Linked DNA regions of Sus scrofa: all the other regions are linked to region 3. A link is a contact called in public HiChIP or PLAC-seq data. All regions are on one chromosome and are shown on one strand. Each heading gives the region's core, a stretch centred on a gene start, on an enhancer-like site or on the middle of the called end of the contact. The rest is flanking DNA. Distances are from core to core; before and after follow the strand shown. Region 1 has its middle 88 kb from the start of AFTPH. Region 2 overlaps AFTPH (aftiphilin). Region 3 has its middle 110 kb from the start of SLC1A4. Region 4 holds the start of AFTPH (aftiphilin). Region 5 overlaps AFTPH (aftiphilin).

Region 1 (2,700 bases), core at 8-2,507, 260 kb before region 3:
ACCAATAAGTGGGCTCCCCACGCCCTGCACAGGCTCAGGTCCAGAAGAGCCTCTCCACAGCCCTGAGCCTGGTGAAGCCTTGGGCCTCTGGCAGACCTTTCTTAAATGTTCTGTGTGGTTTGCTGAGGATTCCCCTGCTTTAAATTTTTGAAGAAAAGTTGCAGGCAGACTTTTAAGTTGTTAAGCTTGGGAGCTGGCACCAAAGAGTCTTATCACATTCAGAATGTAACAGCATCCCTGTCTTTCCTACTACTTTTTAACTTTTATTTAGACTCTGTGAGCCAAACATGCATATAAAATACTATCTATATCTATATATCATATAGGTATATGTATCTTTAAGCTACTGGGAGAGGCGTTTCTGCCACTTGCAACCAGACTGTCTTACACACTTCTCCGAACCATCTGGACATTTTGTGGGAGCTTTGCTTCCTGCAGAGGGGGGCAGGGGTGGCCTTTGGGTTAATGTGTTGGAAGCTGCCACTGAGCTTATAAATTAAGAACTAGCATCTTTGAACTCACTGAGTAAATCTATAGGAAGATGGAGTTAAGTTGAAAATAAAGTCATTTCCACACAGTCTTGGAAGCACATGTGTGCAGTCTCAAATCTAAACGCTATTTGACTTTCTGCTCATGAGCTCTCAGCTCAGTGGCAGCCGCGCCCCTGGACCCGGCTGCCCAAGGTCCAGCAGGGCCTGTGCTGCAGGGACGGGGCCAAGCAAGGCTTGAACCTCCAGTGTAAGGTACAGTCACAGCTGTCGCCTGCCCAGCTGGATTTTCCAGTCCAACCTGCGTGTTCCTTCCTGTTCCTTCTCTCATCCCCCAGCAAACCAGGCTGCAAACTAGGCAAGATAGTGAGGGGATTCCCGTGGGGGCCTTTCCTGATGTAGGGACTCTGCCAGCCCCACTCTTGGAGGCCAGGATGAGGGAGTGGAGCTGGCAAAGGTGCCTGAGAGGCCCCCTCCACCTTCTCTCTTCCTTCCCTCCAGCACCTCGCAGCCCCTGCCTGCCCACACCCCTGTTACCCCTCGCACCCGGACCCCATTCCACTATCTGTCTCTCACCGGTCAGTGTGGGCAATCCTAGCTCTCTAGAGCTGGAAGGAAGCTCAGCAACCATCTCCAATGCAGTTGCTTTACAGAAGGAGAAACTGAGGCCAGTGAGGCGAGGTGAGCTGTTAAAGGCCACGTGGCTGTGAGGAGCTGCCCTGGGCATAGAATCTAAGGCTCTTGACAGAGGCCCACGGTCTTGCGGGGGTGGGGTGGGGTGCCTGTGGGTCTCTCTCTGTCTCTCTCTCGCTTCCCTCCCCTCCCCCTTGGGCTGGGAGGAGAGCCCAGCGCTAGCGACAGGCAGCCGTAGAGAAGGAAGTGTTTGAGAGCCAGGGACCCAGCCAGTCTGGACATTCAGAAGGGACGCTCCAGTCCATCCCCCGTGGCGCCTTTGTCTCCCTTCCGGGCAGTGGGCACAGAGGCTGGGGAAGCCGTGCCGGGCCGCCCGCGCCCTGGGTGGCCCGTGGGGCCTTCTGCCCGCCGCCGCCGCCGAGGCGCCCGCCGCCCCGTGTCACCCGGCCCCAGTCGTCGCGCCGCCGCCCGCGGTTCCGGCCTCCGCCGCTTCCTTCTCGGGTAGGGCCTGGCGTCCGCGCCCTCCGCCCCGAGGTCTGACCCCGGCCCTCCTCCCTGGGGCGCGCCCCTGGGTCCTCCCTCGGAGCTCCCCGGCCGAGTGTCCTCTAAAAGCGGCCCTGGGACCAGCAGCAGCAGCAGCAGCCCCCGCACTTGAACTTAGAAGTGCAGGCTCTCGGGCCAGCGGTGGATCTCCGGACCCAGCAAGCTAGGTTCACAGGCCCTCCCCGGGGTTCGCGAAGTTTGAGAACCGCGGCTCTGGAGCACCGACACCCCCGTCCAGCTCGGCAGGAGGCCAGACTGAGCTCCCTGAGGACGCCGATCCTGCCTCGGTTCCCTCAATTAGCGGGCTGTTCTGGGCAGTCCTTGGCCTCTGCTGAGTATTGGCCTGGTGAGGGGGGCTGGCGGGAGGCTCTTTCCTACAGTCAGCCCTGGGATTCTTTAATAAAAAGTAGCTTTCTTCAATGATGACCAGGAGTGACTTGGAAATTGACACAAATTACCTCAAAGACTTGATCCACTTAGCATCTCTTTAGATTAAATCCCAAATTGTTTACAACGGAGCTGGAAAAGCACTCTGGCCGCATTGTCAATGGCCTCTGAGGGGTTTCCAGCACCTGGTGGGGCTCATATATCCAGTCCTCTCATAGAGAACCGCAGGCCATTGCGCTATGGATGTCATTTATAGGCTGATTTGAAAATCTGTCCAAGAAAATGTTGGATACTTTTGAAGATGCTGATCGAAAGGTTCACGAAAGGTTGTTCCCATTTCATAGAAAGAGACAATTTCCCTGACCTAAAAATGTGGGAAAAGATGTAGCCATGATATTTTGTCTTTTTTCCCCAGAATATTCTGTAATATTTTTACATAATGTCCTCAGTAAAATTAAAAACATGCATAACTTGGAGTTCCCATTGTGGCTCAGTGGTAATGATCCCCGCTAGTATTCATGAGGATGTGAGTTCGATCCCTGGCCTTGTTCAGTGGGTTAAGGATCCGGCGTTGCCATGAGCTGTGGTGTAAGTCACAGACAAGGCTCAGATCTGGTGTCCATTTTACAACCAGCAACTTTTGAGCCAC
Region 2 (2,700 bases), core at 60-2,559, 330 kb before region 3:
CCTACGCCAGAGCCACAGCAACTCGGGATCCGAGCCGAGTCTGCAACCTACACCACAGCTCATGGCGACGCCGGATCCTTAACCCACTGAGCAAGGCCCCGCAACCTCACGGTTCCTAGTCAGATTCGTTAACCACTGCGCCACGACGGGAACTCCTGATATTACTTTTATGTAACACACACACAAACTCTCATGAGCACTATTTTGGAATGTGTCTACATTTGATTTCTGATATACAGACCTTTTGTTTTAAGATAATTTACCCCAAGAATGCCATTATATGCTATTGTCTGTGGATAGTTTATGACTTTTTAAAACTGATTCATTGTCTGGTTTCCTTCTGTTTCTTCACATGTCTCTAGGTCATCTTCTCAATTGATGGGTGGTCAGGGAACAAATTAAAGTAAAACTAATAGTACATGGGAAAGATAAAATTTGCGAGGTAAATCTGCTGTTACATAGGTCATATTTTAAGGCCAAATTTGTGGGTTTCAGATTATCTAGGACATTGCTTTCTTTCTCATTAGTTCAGATAATAATTGAATTCTAACTGCATTTGGTTTATAACTTTTGCTTTCTTTCTCATTAGCTCAGATAATAATTGAATTCTAACTGCATTTGGTTTATAACTTTTGCTAGATGCTTTTTTCTCTAAAAAGTGGATTGTTCTCATGGTAGGCATTTATGAGAGAGCAACACTGTCAGGAAAAGGGCAACTACCAAGAGTTTGACAAGGTGTATACATATTTTAGTTACAGACTAAAATGGTATCTGTAGTTTTGAAAGCCCACAAAGTAGGGTTTGGGGGTTTTTTTGGTTTGTTTTTCCCAGAATACCTTGGGCTTTTGAGGTTTAACTCAGCAGTCTTGACCAGAATGCTAATTTAAAACTTTACAGCTGATTACAAAATCTGTGGGAAAATTTACTTGAAGTAGTAAAGAAAGTTTCTGGGAACAGAGAACCAAGAGAAAGGGAAATGAGTTAGCTGTCCAGAGTAGTGTCACACTCTGGTGACACCAGCTGACACCTCCACATATGCTGAGAAACTGCCTCAAATTGAGGCAGATATTTATGTTAGCCGGTCTGTTAAAAATACATGAACAAATGTCCTTTGGCTTTTTTCCCCCAGCTGCATGTAAGTACTGCCCCTCTCCACATGCTCCTTCCTCAGACAGGTTGCAGCACAGGTGATTGGATTTATTTTCTTTCACCTGTGTCATATTTCAGGTCAGCCTCTCTCAGATCACACTTCCTTGCCTTGATTGAACTTAGATATTTCCTAACTTATTTGGGGAAACACGAGGAGACCAGAGCTAGGGTTGTAAGAAATCCAGCAGGGGCATGGAGGAGGAAGCAGCTCAAGAGGGGTCAGTGGACCAAATGCCCCAACAGGAACAAAGGTAGTTTATTCAGTTCTTACTGTGAGCCAGCTGCTGAGGATACAGTGGTCAACAACAGAGGCCTGTGCCTGCACAACCTTTCTAGTCTTTTGAGTTCAAGGAGAGTAACTCTAGCAAGAGCAGTTTCAGTAGATGGTAGGGTGGAAGCCAGATTGTGCTGGGCTGAGGAGTGAGTGGGAGGTTAGGAAGAAGAGATAGTGCATAGACAGGGCCCTTTCGAGAAGCTTGCTGGTGAGGAGGAGGAAAGCTAAAAGGGCACAGAAGGGAGGGTTTTGTTTTGTTTTGCTCTGATTTGTTTGAGGATGGAAGATTCTTGAACGTTTACAGGCTGATGAGACAGCATCGGTGGAGTAATGGAGAAATTCACAAGAGCCCCCCTGAGCAAGCAGTTGAGAAAGAAAACAGAAAGTCCAGGGGTTATCTGTAGACAGTACTTGTGGATGTAAGCAAGATTTCAGTGAAGGAGCATGAAATTGAAGTAGTTTCTGCTTTTAGATTCTATTTTCAATGTAGAGTTTCAGGGATATTAGAGTGGAAAATTTAGAGTGGCTAATTTATTCTGCAGCTGTGTAAGAGCAGAGGGTACTAAGGAGTAAAAATGGTTTTCTGAAGGCTAATGCATATGCCCTCATTGCTGCTTCTGTTTTGCTGCCTTTGTTATCAGCAATTATCTAGTGTCATTTATTCAATTTCAAGTTGAAGTACTTTTGGGGAAAAATAGCTGGGAAACTCACATATAGTCAGTTGATATGGCAAGTTAAAGCTAAAACAGTTTCTAATGTTTTTATTTATCGTATTTAGTTTTTGCGGTGAAACCATACAAATACAGGTAAAATACGGTATGAATTTGTGTAGAAGCTTAAAATATACAGTGAAAGAAAAGCGCTTAGGAATTTTTGAAAACCAGCTTCTATAAAATGATAATTCTTATTGCTGATTAGTAACATTCGATGAACAGTGAGTGTGTGTTGCTGCTTACATTGTCATTTACCTTATGTATAGGACATTTCTAATTTTGTGATTCATCTTTACATTGAAACCAGGGAAGACAGATAATTGGGTTGTCACTTGGGCAGTCTGGCTTTTTGAGGGTGATCAACTTAGGCATACAGATATTTTCCTGCTTATTTTAATTGTTTACCACATTTTTACCACTGTGTACATTAATATTGAAACGAGAGTCACTTCTTGGCATTTTTGTTGGTTTTACTTTCTTCATCTTAGCTTGTAAGCATCTTTTTCTCCTTCTAAATTATTGTGGAAGTTTCAGAAACCTTTTCCTGAACAATCCAGAAACCTT
Region 3 (2,782 bases), core at 147-2,646:
GCCTGAAGGGGTGCTGGGCCCTGGAGTCCAAGTTCCAGGGGAAAAGAGAGCAGTTTACCATGTGACACTGTGCCCCAGCAAGGGGCCTGAGGGTTGGATGCCCAGTATGGAGAAAGGGTGTGAGCCAAGGCTGCAGGTTCCGGGAGCCAACTTGAGAGCCTGTTTAGGACTTGGACATACAAGTGTAGAACTCAGGTGCCCCCATATGCCCTCATCATCATAGGTGACCCATGCCCTGCCTTGGTGTGAGAAAGCTGTGATTGTTAAAATAATGCATCCTTGAAGTTCTCATTGTGGTTCATCGGTTACGAACCTGACATAGTGTCCATGAGGATGAGTGTTTGATCCCTGGCGTAGCTCAGTGGGTTAAGGATCTGGCATTGCTGCAAACTGTGGCGTAGGTTGCAGATGCTGTTTGGATCTGGCATCGCTGTGGCTGTGGCATAGGCCAGCAGCTGTGGCTCCAATTTGACCCCTAGCCTGGGAACTTGCATATACCACAGGTGTGGCTGTAAAAAGAAAAAAAAAAAGTAATGCATCCTTGACAAAACTTCCTTTCTCTTCGTTCAGACTATAATGTATTTCCCGAGCTCTCCTTTGTTTTTGTTTTTGTTTTAAAGGTACCAGGATCAAAAATATACAGGTAAATACTTGAGTATTTGTAGCTTGTGTTCAGTAACTGGCAGGAGTGTAGAGAAGGAAAAAGGCATTGTTACTGAGGGTTTGCGCTTGACACTTCTTCCACTCTAGTACACGTACAGGAGATAAAGTAGGTAGTTGGAAGGATGCCCTGCCTGTGCTCCATCCTTCCAGCCCAGCATATATTTCCCGGCTCTCTTCCCCCAAGGTTGCTGAACCCCCCCCCCCCCCCAGCTGACTTCTGCCTTGGGAGTGAGGAGCTGCAGGGAATGTCCAGACTGGGGTGTATTGGTAAGTTGTGTTAGGCTTTTCCTTTGAACCCAGGCTATTCCCTGGACGGTGGGCGGAACCCAATAGTGGAGCTGCAGTTCTCCTCTGGGGCCGCGAGGGTAGTTGACAGGTCCCAATGACTGGATTTTGGCTGTCCTCTGGCTAATACAAGAGGACGTGCACACCCTTCGCCCAGTTGGGTCCTTACACCACCCCACTCCGAGGTGGACAGGGACCACCTCGCATAAGGAAATCGAGGCTCAGAGATTCCACGACTGCCCCCTTTCAGCCAGTTAAAGACCCCGCAAACGCAAGCGTCCTGTCTCCCGGGCTGAGGATCCGTCCTGACTTGGCCCTCTGGGTGTCGCGTTCTGCACGGCTCATCTGCGCCGCTCATCAGTCCCCTGGCACAGCCTTGGCTTCCCCCGCTCGGGAGAGAGAGCGGGTGTTTCTGGGCTGGGCCGGGCGGCACAGCACGCAGGGCACGGAGAGCACAGGCTGGGAGCTGGAGCCGAGGGCGGGCTCGCAGCCGGGCTGGCCTTCGCTCCGGGTGCCCCAGCTCCCGCCCGCGGGGTGGCGCCGGGAGGGCCCCGCGGCTCCCGGCGGAGGCTCGGGCCACCGCCATTGGACGCTGAGCCCCGGGTCGGGAGGGGGCGCGGGCCCAGGCGTCAGGTTACTCTGCCCAAGCGGCCGTGGGGGAGGGGCGGCTGCGGCAGCTGGCCAGGGGGTGTGGGGGCGGGGGCCTCGGGCGGAAGGACCCCCCTCCCCCCAGGACAGGCCCCATTCTTGGCCTTAAAGGGAAACCATGACCGCGCTTGTATCCAACTCCTGTAACAAACATTTGTGAAAACTCATTACGTGTCAGGTGCTGTGCTGGACTTGGGTGCGTGTAAAGTGGCATTGCTGGGGTTCTGCCCAAACTTGCCTCTAACTGAGGAAATAAATCCACACGGAAGAAGAACGCTGAAGACACCAGGAAGTAGATGATAAGGCCTGAGAAAACATGAGTAACCAAAAGTTATACGGGTTCCTGGAAAAGGAAGTCTCTCTCCTCCCCCATCCTCGGCGTAATCTGGAAAGCTGCCGCAAAGAGGCCAGGTGTGGCTGCCTTGGCACCTCCCCCAGGGAAGGGGGACCTGCCAATGGTGAGGGAGAGCCATCCCATCATGCCTCGCAGCCACTGGCCTCAGAACCATCCCCTTCTGACGCTGTCGAATGTCCCCTACCCACTCCCACTGCAGCCTGCAAGCCTGCCCTGTCTTCCCAAGAGCTCCCACTGCCTCTAGTCTCCATCTGCTCCAAGGCTAAAGCCTTCCTCCTGAAGGCTGGTCTGGCCCTCGAGGACACTGCCGGTCCACAGCCCTCTTCAACGAAGTTCTTTTCTCCTCAGGCCATGCTTTAGGACTGGAGATGACTCCTCACTCACCAGTGAAGCTTCCAATCTGCTGCTTCGCCATCTCCCTTCAAAAACCCAGCTCCGGAGTTCCCGTCGTGGCGCAGTGGTTAACGAATCCAACTAGGAACCATGAGGTTGCAGGTTCGATCCCTGGCCACGCTCAGTGGGTTAAGGATCTGGCATTGCCGTGAGCTGTGGTGTAGGTTGCAGACACGGCTCAGATCCTGAGTTGCTGTGGCTCTGGTGTAGACCAGCAGCTACAGCTCTGATTTGACCCCTAGCCTGGGAACCTCCATATGCCATGGGAGCAGCCCTAGAAAAGGCAAAAAGACAAAAACAAAAAAAACCCCAGCTCCTTGGAGTTTTCTGGTGGCTCAGCTGGTTTAAGATCCAGTGTTGTCACTGCTGTGGCTTTCATCCCTGCTGTGGCATTGGTTCTGTCTCTGGCCTGGGAACTTCCACATGCCACAGCTGTGG
Region 4 (2,741 bases), core at 38-2,537, 350 kb before region 3:
CCACAACACAAAATGTACATCAGCACAGTATTATTTGTAATTGTGGAAAATACCCACATATAGGATAATGGATAAATCACAGTATGTCTGCTCCATTGAATATTATGTATGCAATGAAAATCAAAGTTTTATGAAATGTTAAGTAATCAGGATGAAATGCTTACAACATAATATTAAGTGAAAAAAGGATACAAAATTGGCTTACATTATGATTACAACTTTGTAAAAAGTCTGCACAGGAGAAAAAACTAAGATTTAATTTTTCTTTTCTTGATACAAAATCTTAAGTAATGTAGTTAAGGTCGTATTTTTTAAAAGTAAAGAAAAACAATACTACCACTGGATCCAAATGCAATGAATTTTAATAAGTATTTTCCCCCAGATTCATCATCTTAAAAACTTTCAGAGATGCTTTCTTTTTGTAGTACCATTTCATAAGCATTGGAATGCTGTCTTCAGAATTATGTGTAAGATTACAAATTACAAGTTGGGTGGTTGCTGACCAAAGAGTGACTTAATGACTCAACTTCATAAATTTCTGAATTGTTGTCCTTAAGTGAATAAAATAGGCTTCTGCAGTTACCTGAAAAAAAAAAAACACTTTTTAATCATGTTATGCATAAAATTAGGGGAATATTATTCTGAAAGCACAGTTTTTTTTAATGTTTTTATGTTTAAATTTATTATTTCAGTTTTAACATATTCTCGATGTAGGGTCTGCCTTAGGATTTTGTCATATGTTCTTATTCTGATATGTCTGTTTAGTAGAGCTATCAAATTAGGACAAGCATGTGTTCCTCTAAAATCAATTTACTTCCAGTGTACACACACACACACACACACACACACACACTTTTGTTTCTTTCCTTCCTGGTCAAAATAAACATTTATAGCGATATATTTATAAGCTTATATTTATAAATACAATATTTAAGGTTTATATTTTTAAGCTTGCAATGAGCCAAGCCAGCAGGGGGCGAAATACAATAAGAATAAATTTGACAAGCCATATAGATATTTTTCTTGCTTTAGTGACTGAGCAATAACAAAAAATCCAGCACCGCCACAAAGCAATTGGTATTCTAATTTTAAGTGCTGCAGTCTGCGTATATCTTACAGCGATTGAGTTGTATAGAGACAAAAGCAGGTCTATTTCAGTGCTCCAAGTTAATTTGTCTAGAACATTGCAGAGGCGGGATAAACTGTGATGAACTGCTTTTGTCCCTATCTTCCCCTGATTTGTATAATTCCTCCACTCAAAGAAGGTGGACGCTTCTCTGTGGCTGAGAGGGTGTTTTCTATCCTTGTTTTCTTTGCGTAACTGCTGAGCTTTGCTGTATTGGAATTGTTTTAAATTATTCAAATTGCTGGTGTAGGTTTGGCAAAAGTGAGCAGAATAAGCACTTCGGAAGGGCTCATGATTGCGGGATAGGACCTCGGCCTCATCATTCCCGATGGTAACAATAATCTGTGCAGCCTTGCAGTCTTGTTTTTACAGTGGCCGGAATTCTAACAGAAATTCGTTATAGATGAAAGGGAAAGGTTATAAAAAATGCAAATGATCAAGACTGATGATGGAAAAATGTTACGACCTCTGTTAAAGAAATGCGGGAGTTGATTGATTTCTTTATAGTTTCATCGAATAGTCTCTCGCAGCATCTATGAAAAACGACCACCGTCTCTATCCGTTAGCAAAATCCTCCAATTTTATTTGTTTTTGTTGGTCTCAAAGACGATTTGTCAGTTCGGCGGCTGCTTTTCCTCTTGCTTCTCATTTTGATTTACCTCTTCTTTGTTATACATCAGCTTCCTTTTCTGTCAGCTTAAATTAAAAAGAGGAAGGAACTCTGAACGAAAAAGTCGTTTTTCGGGGCGAAAAGGGCAAGCTGATAAGTGCTCTCCAGCAGATTTTGGTGAAGAAAATAAAGTTCCGTATTTTAAAACCCTCGCAATTTTCCTTGCAGAGCAAGAGACTTAACTCGGTCCTGAGCTGAACGTTGACTTTTAGCCGGCTAAGGAGCACCTGTCCCTCGCCGGGAGCGCAGCCTTAGGAGCGGCGGAGTGCAGGAGGGCGTCTTTCCCCCCACCCACCTCGATGACTCACAAGGAAGTCAAGGAAAAGGGCAGCTTGCCCGCACCCAAAATGGCGGCCGGCGCTCTGCTCGACGGCGCCTGCGCAGGGGTAAGCGTTCTGTGACACTGATTCCCCCCAAGTGTTCTCCCCCCAACCCCCCAGTACCCACCAGCGCCCGGCCCCGACCTAGCCACCTGCGCCCGGAAGTGACGTGTCGGCGGCAGCGGTTCCCCCGCTGCATGATGGGAGAGTGTGTGGAGTGGGCGGGGGGTCTCCGCGGAGGAGGAGGTGGAGGCGGCGGCGGCGGCGGAAGAGGGCGGAGGGTAATGGGATGGGGGTCTCGCGGCAGCGCTGAAACTCCGGGTGGGCGTCCATGGCGCTGCTTCGATGACAGGGCTGTGAGCAGCCTGCCTTCCGCTTTCACCAGCTCCGCGTCGGAATAGCCGGTCCTTCCCCGGGGAGCTAGTTCCTCCCCGGGCCCCTGAGCCATGCCCATCGCAGCCGCCCCGGACGAGCCAGGTAAGCGCCACCGCTCCGCTCCCCCATCGCGCGGGGGAAAGAGGATGGGGAAGCCGGCCCAGCCCGCCGGCTGGACCCTCGCCCGGCCCGGGGGCACCTGCCTGTCGCGGAGCCGGGGGCTGCGGGGACGGTGCCGGCTCTGCGGGCC
Region 5 (2,748 bases), core at 226-2,725, 300 kb before region 3:
AATATGTATGTGGAAATGTTTCCTTTTGTTTTCCATTGTTCTTTTTGCTGACAATACTAAACAACAAATCAAGCATTAACTTTTTTTGTCACTTGGCAGAAAGTACCATCATGATTTGGCATTTTCTTTTACACTAGGTGTCACTTCTGTAGTATACTTAATCCTTCCACAAGCTTTAACTTCATAGTTTGTATTCCTAATTGATATTTAAAGTAGTAAATTGAAAATATTTTACATGTATCTGAAATAAAGTTAGAAAAGTGGGAATAAATGCTATTGTAGGTTGCACTTGTAGACTAAATCTAGTGATACCCTGAAAATGTAAGTTAATCTAAATCCATCAAGTTTTAATTAATAAGAATACTCCAAAATGCCAGTGTTCTCAATGAAAATATTCTAGGGAATATGCAGACTTTGCTTGAAGGTACAGCAGTGTGCTATTCAGAAGTACATATATACATGCCATAGAACAGTATAAAAATGATATTTCTAAAAGATAGCAGATCATCAAAATGATAAATGAGGTATTGAATTTCGTAGTAAAAACTGAGGCATTCTTTCCTACTTTAGTTGTTCTGTTAGCAGCAGAGATTTTTTTTTTTTTTTTGTCTTTTTGCTATTTCTTTGGGCTGCTTCTGTGGCATATGGAGGTTTCCAGGCTAGGGGTCTAATCGGAGCTGTAGCCGCCAGCCTACGCCAGAGCCACAGCAACGCGGGATCCGAGCCGCATCTGCAACCTACACCACAGCTCACAGGCAATACTGGATCCTTAACCCACTGAGCAAGGGCAGGGACCGAACCCGCAACCTCATGGTTCCTAGTCGGATTTGTTAACCACTGCACCACGACGGGAACTCCAGCAGAGATATTTCTAAAAGTCTTTCAAAATTCAAATGTTTTTGTCCAGATTCTGTTCAACTATAATAGCATAATACATTTTGTAAGCATCCAGTCTTATTGTTCTAAATATATAGTATGTGAGTGGTAGTAAGAAACATCCCAGTGTGGCAAAAAGAATATGAATACTGTCTAGTTTATTTTGCTTTTTTCTTTTTTTGGTTTTTGGTTTTTGGTTTGTTTTTTTGTTTTGTTTTGTTTTGTTTTTTTTTTTTTGCTTTGGGCAAAACAGATTATTTGGGCAGATTATTTAAACTTTGAGATTGTACAATGGGATAGTAATTTCTTCTTTGTAGAATTTTTGGTGGATTAAGTAAGATAATGTTTATAAAGTGCCAAGCATAGTGCTTGACTTTTTTTTTTCTTTTTTTTTTTTTTTGGCTTTTTAGGGCCACACCCGTGGCATATGGAGGTTCCTAGGCTGGGGGTTGAATTGGAACTATAGCTGCCAGCCCTCCACCACAACCACAGCAACGCAGGATGAGCCACATCTGCAACCTACATCACAGCTCACTACAGCTCCAGATCCCCAACCCGCTGAGGGAGGCTAGGGGTCAAAGCTGCAACCTCATGGTTACTAGGTTGCCACATCTGCAACCTACATCACAGCTCACGACAGCTCCAGATCCCCAACCCGCTGAGGGAGGCTAGGGGTCAAAGCTGCAACCTCATGGTTACTAGTTGGATTCGTTCCACAACAGGAACTCTGTTTGGCATTTATTTGTCACCACTGTATTACCACAATTACTTAAAGCTGTTCTATGAGTGGTTATGCTTCTTTCACTTAGTGTTTTTTATATCTGACTGGTAGCTCCTCTGCCCCATAGTAGTGGACAAGGAGTGGGTATCTGGGGGTTTGTGTGTGTGTATGTGTTAATGACAAAGTTATGACATTATTTAAATTACAAAAGTGAAAATAAACTTTGTGTTTTGATGCAGACAGCTTTACTAAACCGCCTGGAGCGAATTTTTGAAGCATGTTTTCCTTCCATATTTGTCCCTGATACTGAAGAAGAAGTTACTTCCCTGAAGCACTTGCTAGAAACAAGCACCTTGCCAATAAAAACAAGAGAGGCCTTAGCTGAAAGTGGGTAAGTAGTAGGCACTTTTTAGATAGCATGTATATTTGTTGGTTTCAGCTGTTCTAATTTATAAGGTTATCTAAGGTTATCTTAAACCAGTAAGGTTCTAAAACATTATTGTGTTAAAAATCATAGTGCTAAAAAAAAAAAAAAAAGTTAAAAAAAACTCTCTACTTTTCTATTTTTGACCTTTTTGAAAAAATTCTAAGGAGTTCTCCTTGTGGCTCAGTGGGTTACAAACCCGACTAATAACCATGAGGATATGGGTTTAGTCGCTGGCCTCTCAGTGGGTTAAGGATCCAGCACTGCCGCGAGCCTTGGTGTAGGTCGAAGATGAGGCTCGGATCCTGCACTGCTATAGCTGTGGTGTTGGTCAGCAGGTGCAGCTCTGATTCAACCTCTAGCCTGAGAATTTACATATGCCACAGGTGTGGCTCTAAAAAGAAAAAAAAATTCTAAGTCAGTATTCTAATCAGTCAGTTTTACATATTATTTTTTGATTTCCTAGCATGATAGATGAGAATCTGGGTCTTACATCTGCTTTTCTCCTCCCTTTGTCTTTCCAGTATATCATAGTTTTTGGCTATGGTTTTTGTTATTTGTCATTTTCATTAGTATAATCATGTAAATAATGTTCATAGCTAAGCCACTATTTTCTTTATAGTACACCTTTTTCCTGGACTTAAAAATTGTATCTGTTTTGGAGTTGCCGTTGTGGTGCAGCGGAAACGAAACCAACTAGGAACCATGAGGTTGTGGGTTCAATCCC

Evidence for each region. HiChIP or PLAC-seq counts read pairs in DNA pulled down with a chosen protein or histone mark.
Region 1: a contact with region 3 is called in an H3K27ac HiChIP or PLAC-seq map of alveolar macrophages. The contact joins two enhancer-like sites. A contact is called at or near these places in 2 of 5 promoter capture datasets (fetal liver and liver), 2 of 47 Hi-C or Micro-C datasets (embryonic fibroblasts and subcutaneous adipose tissue) and 2 of 2 datasets of contacts at active chromatin or transcription factors (alveolar macrophages and skeletal muscle).
Region 2: a contact with region 3 is called in an H3K27ac HiChIP or PLAC-seq map of alveolar macrophages. The contact joins two enhancer-like sites. A contact is called at or near these places in 4 of 47 Hi-C or Micro-C datasets (mesenteric adipose tissue, psoas muscle and skeletal muscle) and 1 of 2 datasets of contacts at active chromatin or transcription factors (alveolar macrophages).
Region 4: an H3K27ac HiChIP or PLAC-seq map of skeletal muscle shows a contact between it and region 3. The contact joins the promoter of AFTPH here to the enhancer-like site in region 3. A contact is called at or near these places in 5 of 5 promoter capture datasets (fetal liver, fetal skeletal muscle, liver and 1 more), 26 of 47 Hi-C or Micro-C datasets (alveolar macrophages, blood, brain and 13 more) and 2 of 2 datasets of contacts at active chromatin or transcription factors (alveolar macrophages and skeletal muscle).
Region 5: an H3K27ac HiChIP or PLAC-seq map of alveolar macrophages shows a contact between it and region 3. The contact joins two enhancer-like sites. A contact is called at or near these places in 9 of 47 Hi-C or Micro-C datasets (embryonic fibroblasts, fetal skeletal muscle, liver and 4 more) and 2 of 2 datasets of contacts at active chromatin or transcription factors (alveolar macrophages and skeletal muscle).

The regions. Positions count from the first base shown.
Region 1 is chr3:77,333,033-77,335,732 of Sscrofa11.1, reverse strand. No RefSeq gene overlaps it. Among named protein-coding and RNA genes, the nearest start is that of AFTPH, 88 kb to the left of the region's middle. Within about 2 kb of position 1,257, at least 52 of the 83 cell types and tissues checked have an H3K27ac peak or open chromatin away from gene starts, as enhancers often do. A contact at or near this core is called in alveolar macrophages, fetal liver, liver and 2 more, where this site is marked.
Region 2 is chr3:77,402,055-77,404,754 of Sscrofa11.1, reverse strand. All of the region lies in intron 1 of AFTPH (aftiphilin), which reads left to right. Among named protein-coding and RNA genes, the nearest start is that of AFTPH, 19 kb to the left of the region's middle. Within about 2 kb of position 1,309, at least 23 of the 83 cell types and tissues checked have an H3K27ac peak or open chromatin away from gene starts, as enhancers often do. A contact at or near this core is called in alveolar macrophages, mesenteric adipose tissue and skeletal muscle, where this site is marked.
Region 3 is chr3:77,076,140-77,078,921 of Sscrofa11.1, reverse strand. No RefSeq gene overlaps it. Among named protein-coding and RNA genes, the nearest start is that of SLC1A4, 110 kb to the right of the region's middle. Within about 2 kb of position 1,396, at least 58 of the 83 cell types and tissues checked have an H3K27ac peak or open chromatin away from gene starts, as enhancers often do. A contact at or near this core is called in alveolar macrophages, brain, fetal liver and 6 more, where this site is marked.
Region 4 is chr3:77,421,400-77,424,140 of Sscrofa11.1, reverse strand. It overlaps AFTPH (aftiphilin), which reads left to right and starts at 1,287. Exons shown (of 10, transcript XM_021087452.1): 1 at 1,287-2,182.
Region 5 is chr3:77,377,493-77,380,240 of Sscrofa11.1, reverse strand. It overlaps AFTPH (aftiphilin), which reads left to right. Exons shown (of 10, transcript XM_021087452.1): 3 at 1,837-1,988. Among named protein-coding and RNA genes, the nearest start is that of AFTPH, 44 kb to the left of the region's middle. Within about 2 kb of position 1,475, at least 1 of the 83 cell types and tissues checked has an H3K27ac peak or open chromatin away from gene starts, as enhancers often do. A contact at or near this core is called in alveolar macrophages, where this site is marked.